Linked DNA regions of Capra hircus: region 2 is linked to region 1. A link is a contact called in public Hi-C data. All regions are on one chromosome and are shown on one strand. Each heading gives the region's core, a stretch centred on a gene start, on an enhancer-like site or on the middle of the called end of the contact. The rest is flanking DNA. Distances are from core to core; before and after follow the strand shown. Region 1 overlaps TEX2 (testis-expressed sequence 2 protein). Region 2 has its middle 18 kb from the start of TEX2.

Region 1 (7,942 bases), core at 3,386-5,885:
GCCTCTTCCCTCTGGCCCCTTGGCCTCCTCTGGTCTGGTTCCCAAGAGCCATGGCAACAACAGCAAGCTAGGCTGCAGCCCAGAGTTGTGGAAGGAAGTGGGCTGGTGATGGCACAGAAAGGGAAGAGCCCTGCCAGGATGCACCAGGCGCTGGCTGTGTAAGCAGCATCATCTCCCTGGTACAGAGGAGGAGGCTGGTGCCCAGAGGTCGAGAAGTTTCCAGGGGAACCCAAGCCCTGGTCCATGTGACTGGGCTCCATGTATTCTTCTTTCCAGCCTCAGCTCAGAGGGGCCAGATCACAGGTGACTTGGTGGAGTGTCCTGATGACTGGGGTGTGCACCAGCTGTTTACCAAACCTTTATCCATATCCCCTTATTTGAAAAACAGACGAACGCTTCCACTTTATAACAAATAAAATTCTGGTTCTTTTTAATATGAAGCCTTAGCTGACTCATGTTGTTGTACAGCAGAAACTAACACACCATTGTTAAGCAGTTGTATTCCAGTTAAATAAATTGATTTAAAAAAAAATAAAGAGGGAAGCTAGGGATAAGTACAAATGGAAAGTTATGTATGACTCTGGAATTTTAAAACTTGTTAGCACTAAAAAAAAGAATGTGTGTGTGTGTATATGTATATAAATATGACAACCTTCAAAAGGAATCTGAACTAGTAATATTTATTGGAAACCTGAGTAGGGTTTTCAAAGGACATGATCGTATATGAATACAGACAGCAAGCAGGTAGTTTGAGTCTATTGATTCTCAAGTTAAATAAAGCTGGAGATACACAAAAACAAATAACTTTTTTTTTTAAAGAAATATCTTCTTTATTGATGTTCTATTTATATTGAGCTTAAAAATCTATTAATATCAAGCCTTTTACCCTAATCCCTTTTCTTTTGTGAGTGATTAATGACTAAATATCTTTATTAGATCAGGTGTGCCCTTATTTCCAGTAATAGTGCCTTTGGAAACCAAGCTAATTAATGATTTTTAAGTGTTTAACATAAGCAAGAAATAGAGCAGTTTTGTGAGTTGCTGCAAAGACATTCACAGCTGATCTGCATATCAATTAGACCAGGTCATTCATGGAAAATAATTACCTTCAATTATGATAAAAAGGAGTTTGGTGAAAGCAAAATGGAATTATTCTGCCTTTAGTGAGGAGTTGTACCATTAATGCTTGGTGGCCAAACAGGGAATAGGTTATTTACTGTAGTTACTTGAAAATGCAGCTGTGTGTGAACATGATTTTCAATTAATTTCCTGCTTCCTTTCAGATATTTATCTTATAAGTTTATTAACATCTAAACACCCACTTGAAGGACCACATTTTGACGGGAAGTCCATGAGGTGCTGTGGCGCTTGGAGTGTCAAAATCACAGTGTGGTCTATCCTGCCTGCTGAATTCTAGGACCTTGGGTAGAAGGTCATGAGATGACCTCTGCATTTTAGACATCTGGTCAGTGGCCACTTCTGATGGGCCTTCCCAGTGAAATTCCACAAAGCCAAAAGCCTCTAAGATATGTTGTCATCAACATGAGTGATTTCTAAGGAACAGGTTTTAAAGCAAAGGTGTACAAAGTGGTTACCCAGCTTTATCTGGATAATCCTGGGGCTGGAACATAAATACTTTTGCTCCCATTACTACACAATTTCCAGAAAGAAAAGGGTTGTAAAAGGTCTTGTCATCATCCTTATCACACCAACCTAAACCTGAACCATTTTCTGTGCCCCTCCCCACCCCCACTCCCCAAGAGGGGAGAATTTTAAGAAAGACAGTGGTTCTCACTTGTGTCTTTAAAGAGCACAACCTGCTGTGAAGTCTCTGCACCTCTCCTCTGCCTCTAACCCACTGAGAATCCGCCTTTGTCCTGAGACAAGCCGTCTCCTCCTGGGGGTTGTGTTTCTTACTAGGTGTTAGAAGAACTCAGAGGACTGGACTCTTCCATCTCTAACAATGTGTGCTGAGGTCACTGTGATCATTGTAATGGGTGTTGAAATGCTGGCAGTTTTCCAGGTGCTTGAACTATTTCTAGAAGCTTCTCATTTCACAGTCTCCTCTCACATGCCTTGGTAGTACAGGCAGTATATATAGGCTTGCAATATGATACCTACTGAGATACTTTAAAATATAGCTTTTAATATTGTATTCGTAGTTATGTTTTTCTAGGGGAAAGAAACCTTTTTTTTTTTTAAATCCTTTCTCCAGGACTCTGGATCGATTTGGAAATGTCCTACAATGGGTCCTTTCTGATGACTCTCGAGACCAAAATGAATTTGACCAAACTAGGTAAAGAGCCTCTTGTTGAAGCCCTGAAGGTTGGAGAAATTGGCAAAGAAGGGTAAGGGGCTATATGAATTTACTAACCCAACCCCGGGGAACCTCCTTCTCCCTCCAGCCCTTGAGAAGTACCTTTGTTGTGTAGTAGACCCAAGGTTGAGTGAGCGTCCATGAACGTGTTTCCTGGCCACAGAGGATTTCAGGGAATGTTTCCTGGTTTCATCCCCTGCAGACCATGAATCTCCACTTCTGCTCAGTGCCGTTGGCCACCAGCCTCGGGGCTGCGCAGTATTGATTACCCAGGAAGCATCCCTGATTCGGATCAGCAGGGCAGGCTGCACAGTATTGATTACCCAGGAAGCATCCCTGATTCGGATCAGCAGGGCAGGCTGCACAGTAAAATGCTCTGTGATAAGAATCACCATCCAGAAAGTTCTTTCTCCAACTTACAGCCACAAATAGCAATATATGGGCCAGGCTGAGGTCCTTCGGGGGTCTATCTGCTTTAAGCACAGTGTCAGGATTATTTATAATTAGATGATTGATTTTGCAGCCAAGAGGGTGCTTCTAAAGTGTTTTGAAATGTATTTTCCCTAAATAATACACCATTTTCTTAGTAAATGCCTCTCTTTGTAAAAGATACTGCATCTGCCGCGGGGTTGTCTGATTTTGTAAATATTCCTAATTTTTGAGCCAATTGATGAGGTTGATTTTTTTTTCCCTTAGATGCCTAGACTTAATAAGTTGGGACCTTTTACATTCCCACACACCTTAAAAATGACTGCTTCAGATGACAAATTTAAATTATATTATTGTTATCAGACTGAAAATTGCTGATTAGAGTCTGCATCTCACATCTTTAACCTGTTTGCATGGAATGAGTAGTAAAATGATAAGAAATGCCACCAGGAGCCACCCTCCCAGCACCTCAATATAGACATAAGACACAGGCTCCTCTTAGGTGTTTGCTTTGTTATGATGCTGCCCTAATGCTTGTAATTCACACTTGTGGTAGACACACAATAGATGGGGGGAGTTGGATCATACATTGCAGAACATTCTTTCACTGAGATGATTCTAATGTGTCCAAGAGATTTAATGAAAATGTTTATATTTGAATTACTGGAGAATCTCACCTGCTATATGCAATCTAACCTGTATCTGTGCTGTTTTCCTTTCACCTTTCTACTGTTTGTTAAAATGTGTTTGGATTCGGCAATCTGTGGATTGTGTTTTCCGGTGAGTGCTATTGATCGGCCCTCCATGTAGCATTTCATCCCCCCATCAGTGCTAAGTCTCGTGTGGACCCATGTGACACCACAAGGAAGCTTGTCCTTTCACCACATCCCCTGACATAAAGGCCCCGTTTGTAGACCTGAGAGGATTGAGATCAGGAGCACTTAAGAGGCTTTCCTTGATTGGGATCGCCGGGGTTCTGATCCAGCCCTCGAGTCAAACCCAGCTTCTGTCCCCGGCTACCCCTCCCCAGCGCCATGCCCCGCTGAGCGCCATCAGGCCAGCCTCAGCATAGCGGAACTGCAAAGACAGCTGCCAATAAAACCAAGCACCGCAGGCAGAAGCGGTCTTGAAAGTGAGCTCTAACTAACCAGGGGCGAGACAGAGCAGACAAGTCAGGAGCATTTGTGCAGGGAGCCCTTTCGGGAAACAGCCCCGTGCTGCCCAAAGCTGCTGGGGCTCCACTAGAAAGAAGGGGGTCTTGTGGGCAGGTGCGGTCCCATCATGGCCCGGTCCCTGAGATCCCTGCCATGAGGCGTCCCATGTTCACTGTTACTCGTGCGGCTCTCCTGGAGCAATTTCAAGTTCATAAAACTCGGCTGATCAGAGGATGGACGTTTCTGAGCAAGCAGTGCTTCTCTAGACTGCATGAAAAATATCCTCTGATTTAAGACTATAATGATATTATATTTAATGTTTAATATATATCTAAAGTACCATTTTTTTTCCCAGTAGAGTCTGGTATGTTTTGCCTTCCTGTGAGGGTATTAACTTTTATATTGATGTGTAATTGGCTGACATTTAATTTTAAAAGCAAAGACAATATAATTCCAAAGCACTTGATCTTGGGAGAAAAAGGCCTGGAAAAATGAACCCTTAACCTTCTCTTTTTTTTTTGGCAAAAAGGACCCAATTGGGAATCTGAGAGTTCTGGATCCTTGCCCCAGAAAGATGCCTACACACACACCACTTGGCTCACAATATCTGGGAGCTTCGAGAGCCTCTGGAAAGCTCACCCGTACCTAAGAGCCTAATCCCAGCTGAGGCTGAGTACCAGAGGAGAGGCGGAGTCCCTGCACCTGTGGCTGGCACATGATCCTTGGTTTCCTTCAGGAAGCCCCTCCTAGAGCCGCGAGTGTGAAGAGTGGGGCCAGCAGCAGCCCTCTCCTCCCCTTATCTCGTGGCCGCCAGTCCAAGGCTCACTTCCAGCCGGGGGCTTGTCCCCTGTCGTCCTGCTCTGGCAGGGCCTCTGCTTGGTCTCACTGCTTTTGTCCGACCCCCTTGAAGCACGCAAATGACTGTGCCCTGGGAAGTCCCCAAGGAGATGCTGCTCGGCCCTCTGGAAGTCTACCTATCGTAGAAAGTCTGTTTCCATCCTCACGTCATCACCCCAAGGCTGGTGGTGAGAAGTCTGTGTTTCTTCACTCTAGTGAAGGCCTGTCCCTTTGAAATGTGGGTTCACTTTGTACTTGCAGACTTTTTCCTTTAGTCTTTTCATTTCCCCAATAGTCTGGTTGTGTATGGTAGTTATGGTAACTTTGGGCCGTAAGACGCTCAAAATGGAATGAATTCAGGTGGTGAGCTGGGCGGTTGGAACTTTAGGAATTGCCTGAAGGGTACCTAAGTGAGTCAGGAAGGGGGAATGTTCTGCACGCTGGCTGTTCTTTAAATGCACATCGGGGCCGGCATTTCCTGTAAGGCACAGGGCCTGTCCCTGTTCTACCACGGCAGCCTGGGTTGGTGTGCGAGTCCTATGGGGGGCCCCCCCGACCTCCATATTAGGCTGCTCAGTGTACCCGAGTCCACTGCCCCGCCCCGAGGCCCTGATGTCCTGGGAACCGCGTCATTGTCATCCACGCTGTGACTCAGTCTAACTGGGTGTACATGCACGTGTATCTGTAGCAGTATGGGCCTGATTTCTGTTAAAGAAAACGAACACTCTCAAGAGTGTGGTTCCCTCCAACCAGTCGCCTCACTGGGCTGTTTAATTGTGCACCCTTCACTTGAAGCATTCTTTGGAGCTCCTTTGTAGAGCTGCCTCTAGTGTCTGTGACCTTCTTTTAAGTACTCTGACAGCAAATCAGCCTACGTTTTCTAGATGAATCAGATATTTGAGTAATTGCCAGGCATCACTCAGAGGTGCCAGTGATTATGGGGCTAAGAAATGTTTGGCTCAAGACAGACTATCAGTGATAAAATAATTCGCTTTTGCTATGTGTCCGACTTCAAGCACATTTCCTAAAAGATTTTTAGCAGAGGCAGTGAAACTGGAATCAGCCCTTTAAGGTGACTCTTAGAAAGGATATGACTCTCATCTGGAATCCCAAGGTGTGTTTTAAAAAATAGGCTTATCATGTACTAGCACACCTTATATATAAGAATGTGCAGGGTGTCTCTCTTAAATTCATCATAAGTCTGAGATCACAAAATGCATATTCAGTTATAAACTTGAATCAGCCAGACATTTAGCCCCACTTTTAATTAGTGTTGGTGCTGCATAATACCGCTCCCCAGGCAGAGAGGAGAGGTACCATTTAGCCACAATCAGAATTTCATGTCATCTGATCTATTTTAACTGATAAGGCATTGTCTAAATTATTAACTTCAAGCCACAAAATTTGTCCTGTTCTCTGTCCTGCGGAGGGTTAATTCAGGAACCCGAGAGCTCGCTGCAGTGCTCAGCCTTTGGCATCTTCTGCCTCAGGTCAGGAGGCTGCCAGATGACAAATACCAGTGGGGACAGGAGGGGCCAGTGGCCTTGCAGGTTTCACTGCGGTCCAAGATACTGAGGCAGCCTTTGGTGCTGTGTAGATTCCTTACCTGGCAGCATGTGGTCTGAACCAGGGGGCACTGTCATGTTCCTAAGAAGTAAGCTAGGTTTCTGAGAAAGGTCATTATTATCTTTGGGGATTTACTTCCCTGACTTTCTTCATCCCAAGTCCCCGTGTAAGCTTTCTTAGGAATCCTACGTTGCCTTTTATATAAAAGAAGAGCTCTGTGAGGGCCGCCCAACCCTTGAAAGGGCTGAGATGGTTTTGTGACCAGCAGGGACATTTCCTGGACTGGCCAGGCCTCTGATGGAAGGAGGAAGAGTCAGGTGCTGTCCCCGAGGCTGGGGACAAGAGGCCTTTGTGTCTGCAGAGGGAGTTTCTTCTCAACGCCACACTCAAGCCTGTTGGCTAGAGCGCGGGCTCTAATGTTTCAGAACAGGGTTGAGGAGGATCCGGGTGTCCTGCCAGGGAGGTCCTCTTACAGCCAGGCTCCTGTTTCAGGGCGGAGATTTCAGAGCCCTCCTCCCCCATGCTGGGACCTCAGCTGGGCCTTCAAGGCCACACTGGCAGGTGTGCTCTGCCCTTGGGTGCCCTTGGCCCTTGTTGGCCAAAAGATGAGCACCCGTATGGGCTTCTGGTGGCCAAGGACAGCATCTGAGGAAAACCCCAGAGGGCTTCGAATGCAGGAGACAGGACCAAAGCTGGGATGCCTTCCCCTGTCCTGGTGATTTTGTCCTCAAAATTACAAGACCGACCCTCTGCTTAGTGGCCATTGATAGCGTAACAATGTTCAGAGATAGTTCTGTCCCTTGTTCATTTTGTCCCCATCAAGTCTCTGAGCCTGAGATGGGCCCTGCCTTCTGTCTCTCTGCCTCTTGGAAGTAAAGCCTCCCTTCAGGGAGGAAGCTGCCTTTTGTGGGGCCAGAGCTCAGCTGGGAGCCCTCCAGTGCCCTCAGTGGGGAGCCTTGATCGCTTGCCACTCTGGTGATCCAGACCCTCCAGGCCTCTGGAAACTGAGAACCTACCCTGGAAAGATTCATGAGGAACATTGCTCTCTGGTGAAGCTTTTTATTACTTTATTTAAAAAAAGTTTTAAACTAGTACTTTTCCTGAAAGGTTCCTGGCTTCCCATGTCAGTTGCCTCCTGGAATCCCTTGAGATTTGTACCTCTGGTTGGCTTTTTCTGTGACCTTCAGGAGCTGGGGCAGGAGAGGGGGTATGTAGTTTCACAAGGAAGCAGTCTCCAGCCAAAACTCACTTGGAGATGACTAAGCCAGAAAGCACAATTTTTTTTGAACTCAGCCAGTGTCAGAGGACTTGCCTGAACATCCCCGTCATCCATGAGGTGGTCACATCACTAACATGAGCTGTCCCGTCACCCATGCAATCTTCATTCGTTCCACTCACCGCCCACTGGCTGCTCTGCACTGTTGACGAGATCACTGCATTTTGTGTGGATGAGATCACTGCATTTTGTGTGGACTGCATCACACTCTGACCGCCTGTCTTTCTGACGCATGCGCAGAATCCAACCCTCACGGCGCAAGTCCTCGGCCGTTCTGCCCGGGACTGGGCGCTGAAGGGTGTCCTAGGGGACCAGGCCCACCCGAGGATTCTGGGTTAGGCCTCCTCTGGGTGAGGGGGAGCG
Region 2 (7,942 bases), core at 3,651-6,150, 110 kb before region 1:
TCGGGAAGATCCCCTGGAGTAGGAAATGGCAAACCACTCCAGTGTGCTAGCCTGGAGAATTCCACAGACAGAGGAGCCTGGCAGGCTACAGCCCATGAGGCTGAAAGAGTCGAACACGACTTAGCGACTAAAGAGAGAGAGAGAGGCTTTGGGAGGTTAGTGAAAGAATACCAGCTATGTGGTAGATGCCCCATATGTTCTCAGTAATTGACAGTCATCCTGATAATCTTCTCATCTGTGTTTCAGGAAGATCCCTTGGCGGCTGGCTTGGAGGGTTGCCAGCCAAGTTCAAGCCTGAAGGCAGGGGACTAATGAAAATGCCCTGTGGCTGCAAGAGGCAGAAAATCAAGGGACTGGGTGGCTAGATGGAGTTAAAAGGGGAATATTGACAGCAACCTGGGGTTTGGGAACAGTGGGTCTGAGGGTTCGTGGGGCTTTGAGCGGGGATGGAAAGTCCAGGAGGAGCAGCATTTTAGAGAGGAAAATAATGAATTTTTTTTCTAACTCTGACTCTTCTGCATGATTTAAAACTGTCTCTAAAAGCTACTCCTTGATTTATTTATTTTTTTAGAATTGTAGACACAATGATTACTCCCGGTTTCAAATTGCATTTCACCGTTGTTTTTCTTTGCCAGACTCAGAGGGTTTTTATTATGTCTTTTCCCCAGCCTATAATAACAAAAGAAGAAAGAATGAATTTTAGGTGGGAAAATTAGTTGCTCAGCTCTGGCCTGAAAATTACCACGTATGAGTGTGTCTAGGTGCTGTCATGGGAGAAAGATTCTGTGGTTCCACAGGCGTGGGGCGGGAGTGGAAATGCTGCCTTTTGAATGGATGCCAGTGGCACACAGACGTTTCCACACTGGGAGACAGCAGTGTACCCCCTATGAACCTGTGTGCTCACCACGAAGCCGCCACTGATTATAGGGAACAAATGGTAATAAGAGAACCACGCCAGACAGTTTTCTTAGGGTAGAGCTGATCCTTGTGACCTCCCAGGAAGACAGGTCAAAACAGCACCATTCTGAGAACTTCCCTGGTGGTCCAGCAGTTAAGACTCTGCGCTTCCCATGGAGGGGGCACGGGTTCAACCACTGGTCAGGGAACTAAGATCCCACATGCCATAAGGCATGGTCAAATTATTAAAAAGAAAGAAAGAAAGCAAGCAAGCACTATTTGTCTGTGAGGATACTGAGGCTTAGGAGGTGCAGTTGCCTGCCTGAGGTCACATAACTAAATAGGGCACAGCTGAGATTCCAGTTTAGGTCTTTCTGCTTCCAAAGGGCAAAAACAATAATAATCAAAACACCAAAGTACAAACTCCACTATCCCATTTCTACGTGTCTCTGGAGGATGCAAATAAGATGCTTGGCACAGCACCTGGCACATAGTAGGCATGCAGTCAAGATGCTCCTATTATAATTGTTATTCCTAAAATTCAAAGCAGGGTGGGCTACTGGTGGCTGAATCTAAGGGCTACCGTGAGGCCACCCCACCCGCAGCCCCAGAGGTAACAGTAGCATGTGTTTATACACGGTGTTCTCACCAGCATTTCCCTTAAACCTAATAGCATTTGCAGCAGGAGGGAACCTTTCTCTTCTGTGTCACTGCGGGAGTTTTACAGGCAAAGGAACGAAAGATTAGGATTGCCTCGAATCCCCCAGTAAGGAGAGTGAGACTCGAACTCGGATCTCCTGACTCCCAAGCCCTCCCTCACTTTTTTGTACAGCATTCACTCCAGGGATGGTGTCTTCAAGTCTCTCTCTATTCTGTCTTCCTGACCCCTTCTTCTCTGCAGGTCAAATCCCCCTCTGCTTCTATCATGTAAAGACACTTTTGACGCATTGAGAGTCCACTCAGATAAATGAGGATAGCCTCTCCATCTCAAGAACCTTAACTTCTTCACATCTGCAAGGATATTTTTTTGCATAGAAGGAGCACCCACAGGTCCAGGGATTCAAATGTGTATATATTCTGGGGCATCATTTCTGAGCACACCCCAATGGCTGAATAAATTCATGTATCTGTTAACTATCCTCCAAAGATCTGGGGACTGAGAGTTGTGAGGGGAGTGTCCTGGCAGAGAAAGAAAAAGGTGAAGAAAGAGGAGGATGGGGTTGAGGTCTTGAGTAGGCTCAGGCAGCCCCTCTGAGTTTTAGGGGTGATGAATGAGCAGTCAGGACACTCACTGGATGCCCTTGGGGAGGGGTCAGCAAAGCATTGAGCACCCATGTCAGCTGACCCATCATGGATAGAGTCAAAATAATGGTGTGGTCCATGGATCTTAATGACCAATCTAGGTCCCTGGACCACTGGAAACTTCTTGAGTGTCTGTAGCGGGGCCCACTTTGGAAACCCTATTCTGTATCATCAAATAGTGGCCACAGTCTTTAAAACATGACCCCTGTCACCGCAATTGGCTTGGCCTTTTCCTAAAACCCCTCAACCCCCTCTGTACATCTTTCCCAGGGAGCATCACTTTTGTAGATGGTGCAGCTTATCTTTGTCCTGGGTGTTCACCTGCATTCACTCTGGGAGGGGATAGAGGACTAGTTTGAACCCAGAGTTTTAACTACACCTCATATGTTCTTTTTCACAGTTTAAGGGTTGTACCTTTTATATTTTAAATTAATTTTTATTGGAGAAGAGTTGCTTCAAAAGAGTGAACCAGCTGCTACTGCTGCTAAGTCATGTCCGACTCTTCAGTTGTGTCCGACTCTGTGCGACCCCATAGACGGCAGCCCACCAGGCTCCCCCGTCCCTGGGTTTCTTCAGGCAAGAGCACTGGAGTGGGTTGCCATTTCCTTCTCCAATGCATGAAAGTGAAAAAGTGAAAGTGAAGTTGCTCAGTCGTGTCCGACTCTTAGCGACCCCATGGACTGCAGCCCACCAGGCTCCCCCATCCATGGGATTTTCCAGGCAAGAGTACTGGAGTGGGGTGCCATTGCCTTCTCCAGAACCAGCTATACATATACATATATCTGAAGAAGGGCATGACAACGCGCTCCAGTATTCTTGCCTGGAGAGTTCCATGTACAGAGGAGCCTGGCAGCCATCGTCCATGGGGTTGCACAGAGTCGGACACGACTGCCTAACACACACACATATACATGTGCCCCCTCTTTTTTGGATTTCCTTCCCATTTAGGTTACCACAGAGCACTGAGTAGAGATCCCTGAGCTGTACAGTAAGTTCTCATTAGTTATCTATTTTCTGCTGCTGCTGCTGCTAAGTCGCTTCAGTCGTGTCTGACTCTGCGTGACCCCATAGACGGCAGCCCACCAGGCTCCCCCGTCCCTGGGATTCTCCAGGCAAGAATACTGGAGTCGGTTGCCATTTCCTTCTCCAATGCATGAAAGTGAAAAGTGAAAGTGAAGTCACTCAATCGTGTCCAACTCGTAGCGACCCCATGGACTGCAGCCCACCAGGCTCCCCCGTCCATGCGATTTGCCAGGCGAGAGGACTGGAGTGGGTGCCATTGCCTCCTCCTATCTATTTTCTACATAGTCTCAACAATGTCTATACATCAATCCCAATCTCCCAATTCATCCCATACTCCCCCAGGGGTTGTACCTTTTAAAAAGTATTATTTAAAGATACCCATCTGTAACAACAACAAAAAAAGAAACAGGCTCACAGACACAGAGAATGAAGTAGTGGTTATCAGTGAGGAGAGGGAAGAAGCAAGGGCAAGATAGGATAGGGGACTAAGAAATACAAACCAGTAGGTGTAAAATAAACTGCAAAGATATATTGTACAACACAGGGAATATAGCCAATATTTTACAATAACTATTACTGGAGTATAAACTTTAAAAATTCTGAAAAAAAGATACTCATCTGTATGGAACAGTAACAATAATGATAGTTAAAATAATCACAGCTAATAATAGCCTTTGTGTGTTACACACTGTTTTAAGAGCTTTGGGCTTTGCATATGTAAAATAATTATGTGTGTGTATGTGTACTGGTTACTCAGGACGGACTGTGGCCCGTCGGGCTCCTCTGTCCATGGAATTCTCCAGGCAAGAATATTGGAATGTGTAGCCATTCCCTTCTCCAGGGGATCTTCCTAACCGAGGAAATGAACCCAGGTTTCCCACACTGTGGGCAGATTCTTTACCATCTAAGCCACTTACTGGTAGCTAAAATAATTGTAATTAAATGGAAATATAATTAAATCATTGTAATAAGTGATTTAATCTTCCCTGTACAACAATCCAGTAAAGTAGATACTAACATTATCTTCTTCATCTCACAGGGGAAGAAACTGAAGCTTAGCAAGGTGAAAGGGCAGATGCAGGAGGAAGTCCACCTCCAGAGTCCTGCTCTTATCCATGAGGACATATGTGTCCCTTTTGGATGTTCTTGAAGCAATGCCACAGTCAGGAGGAAGTTTTCCAGACTCCTCAGGAAGAAGACAGAGACCGGCAATTCCGAAAGGAAGAGCATCTGAAGAGTCCCAGGTCCCCACACCTGCTGAGCTTTCGTCAGTTACAGATTCCCAGCCCTTCATCCCCCACAGACTGCCTGCATCAGAATTTCTGGGTGGACGCATGAAAATTCATTTAGTCAACACCTCCCCCCGAAGTGGTTCTGTTGCTGTTGATCCAGGTGCCGGGAACCCAGAAGCTCGGGTCTGCTCCTCCCACTTTACAGGAAGGGAACCGGGTTTGGTGGAGCTGGATGACTTTAACGAGGTCCTGCAGCTGGTTTCGCCCCTTACAAAACAGGGTTGACCCAGGGAGGATCTGAAGTGGGTGGAGCTATAACAAACTCAGGTGTGGCTCTTGGGTTCTCTCTCTCTGCTGATCTTCTGGTGGGCAGATGCTGGCTAGGTTTCTTCTGCACAGGCAGGAAGCCCTAGGGCAGGGGGTCTCCCCTCTGAAGGTTGGACACAGTGGAGACGAGTTTTCAGAATGGCTCATACAATAGTTCTGAGATGGGCGAGCTAGATTCATGGGGCGAGTATGATGAGTTCGTGAGTCATATGAAATCCTTGAGCCAGGTTTCTCACCTGAGGACAATCACACGATGTCCCCAAGCTGCCCCTGGCCCCATGATTCAGATAGAGCTTGGGTTGGAAGTCCCATGGCACAGGACCCAGCGTGACATTTCTGCTCGCTGTGGGGCGATACAATCATCTATTAATGCTTCATTGGATTTTTGTCTAAGAGTAGTTGCTTTGTTTGACCACAAGGGAGTGCTAATGGCCTTGGCGGCCACTGGTTGGGGCGTGGAAAACATTGAGGGCTTTAAAAGGGAAATCTCAAGATTGCTCCCTCCTTAATCCATCAAAACTTAATTTTTTTTTCTATTCTGCACTTAACAATTTTTCTGCAATGAACTTACTTTGCCTCTACAAAATAAGAATGATGGGAGATGAGGATCACCACTCTGATAAACTTGTTATTTTGGTATACTACCTTCGTATACTTTCTTAACATGGTTGTGGTTATATGGTGGGAAAATTGCTTACCGGCTTTTAAATTGGATACTGTAATAATTTTCTGTTACTACAAGTTCTTCAAAAACACGTTTATTGCTGCATATTATACAGTGATCATATATTGAGGGCTCACTTGGTACCAGGAAAACACTTTACTGAGTGTTTTATGTGTATTTTTACTTAGTCCTCATTCCATGAGGTAGATACTGTTATTACTCATATTTTATCTTTGAGCAAAGAGGATGCTTCAAGAAAACTTGATAATAAATGGTGGTGTGAAATGTATTATGTCTAACATCACTGTCTTTCTCTAATCACAATGCTTGTTCGTTGGGTATGACCCACACTCACTTAATCATTCACCTAGGGTGTCCATTGCACTTATTCCAACTTTCATTATTATAAATAAAGCTGCAGAAAACATCTTTTATGTATAAAGCTTTTTCTGGATTTAGGAAATTTTCTAGAAGTGAAGTTACCAAGTCTAAACATTTTAAGGCTCTTGACAAATACACGGCACCAAATATTTTTGTGTTTGTTTTTAAATTTCATCTGTTTCTTTTTGGCTGTGCTGGTCTTCGTTGTCCCGCGCGGGTTTTCTCCAGGTGTGGAGTGAGGGCTTCTCATCGCAGTGGCTTCTTGCTGCAAAGCAAGGGTTCTAGGGCACTCGGGCTCCAGTCCTTGCGGTGCGTGGGCTCAGTAGTTGCGGCCTGTGGGCCCCTGAGCCCTGGCTTCGGTAGCTGTGGTGCACGAGCTCAGTTGCCCCAAGGCATGAGGCGTCCTCCCAGATGAGGGGTCAAACCCATGCCCCCTGCATTACAAGGCAGATCCCTAACCACTGGACCATGAGGAAGGCCCCAGATATAAATTTTTTAATTTCAGGGAAACTTGAGCTCTGACCAGATGTTTTATTTTTTTAACTTTAAATTTTATATTGGCCTGTAGCCGGTTACCGATGTGACAGTTTCAGGTGGCCAGCAAAGGGGCTTAGCCGTGTATCCGCGTGTATTCATCCTCTCCCAAACTCCCCTCCCCAGTAGGCTGCTGGCTGGATATTTCACGGCACTAAGGAACTGTTGTTGCTATTTCTAGATGTGCTGATGGTACTGTGGTTATGTACTTTTAAAGAGCCTTTCCTGGTGATACGCAGTAAAGCATTTACAAATGAAACAATATTGTATAGAATGTAGTTTAAAATAAGTAAGGGAGGAGTGGGGATTGATTAAAAAAAAAAGATGAGGTGTGTGTTGATGGTTGATAAAGCTGGGTTATGAGTACGCAGGTGTCAGTGATGCTCTTCTCCCTACTTTGTGTTTGAAAATTCCTATGACAAAGAGTTTAAAACATAGCAATAAAAATATCTTGGAATCGACAAAGAGAAGACAGCCTTTTATCTCCTGTTGTACCCAATTAGTGAGAAAGGCAGAAAAAGGTGGCTTTCTACCAACAGAATAATTTTGCTCATATCCCTCTCTCCATCAAACAGAAGTTAAGTTCTCCCTAAAACCAAAACATATCAACTGATTTTGTTTTGCTAAGATTTTATTTTTAACAGGATTATAGAGCTGGAAAGAGTCTTAGAGATCTGGGCTTCATTTTTTTTAAAACTTCTGAGAATCGTCTTCTGAATTATAATCAATCCTCTTATGACAATTTCACACACTTCTTAGCCATCATTTGGTGCAGCCTTTGTTAAGTTTCTGGAATTGGCCAGCATTCCCTTTCATGGGGGAAAATTCACTCATTATTTTATTATTTTTGGCCACACTGTGTGGCATGACGGATCTCAGTTCCCCAATCAGGGGTAGAACCTATGCCCCCCTGCAGTGGAAGTACAGAGTCTTAACCAGTGGACCACCAGGGAAGTCCCTCACCCATCATTTTAAGTCTAAAAAGCCATATGTTTTGTTTTATGGACACAGGTGTTTTTGGAGACTGTCTTCTGGGGGAGGTCATGGCATCAAAAGGAAACAGTTATACTGCTTGGCACTTGGCATTCACACCCCACTGTGGTTTTATCCAAATCCCCTCCACCCTCCCGCCCTCCCTGCTCTTCCTCCTGTGGGTTGGCACCTTCTATCCACCCTCCTGTGTTCTTTCCGCAAGACACACAGGCCTCACCCAGACAATTCTGCCAGCAGTCAGGTCTGGGCTTGTCAACACAGCACTTACTCTGGGCAGCTGGTTCCCAGGGAGGTAAACTCGGAAGAGGATGTTGATGAAAGCCTGGGAACAGCATGGTGTCAAGACCAGAGGTCTTGGTTTTTTTCAGTCTTCAAGAGTCCTTAATATATGGAATCAAAAACAAACAAACAAAAAACAAACTCAAGAGGATACAGAGAAACTGGGGACTTCTCTGGTGGTCTAGTGGCTAAGAATCCACCTTCCAATGCTGGGGACATGGGTTCAATCCCTGGTTGGAGAACTAAGATCCCACATGCAGAGAGGCAACTAAGCCCATGTGTGTGTGAAAACACGTCTTCACATGTGTCT

What was found. Hi-C and Micro-C count contacts between places; a contact is called where the count stands out from the background.
Region 2: a contact with region 1 is called in a Hi-C map of blood, with 4 times the contacts expected there. The contact joins two enhancer-like sites. A contact is called at or near these places in 5 of 5 Hi-C or Micro-C datasets (blood and liver).

What each region holds. Positions count from the first base shown.
Region 1 is chr19:47,991,929-47,999,870 of ARS1.2, reverse strand. It overlaps TEX2 (testis-expressed sequence 2 protein), which reads left to right. Exons shown (of 12, transcript XM_018065357.1): 8 at 2,216-2,348. Among named protein-coding and RNA genes, the nearest start is that of ERN1, 31 kb to the right of the region's middle. Within about 2 kb of position 4,635, at least 3 of the 5 cell types and tissues checked have an H3K27ac peak or open chromatin away from gene starts, as enhancers often do.
Region 2 is chr19:48,106,684-48,114,625 of ARS1.2, reverse strand. No RefSeq gene overlaps it. Among named protein-coding and RNA genes, the nearest start is that of TEX2, 18 kb to the right of the region's middle. Within about 2 kb of position 4,900, at least 2 of the 5 cell types and tissues checked have an H3K27ac peak or open chromatin away from gene starts, as enhancers often do.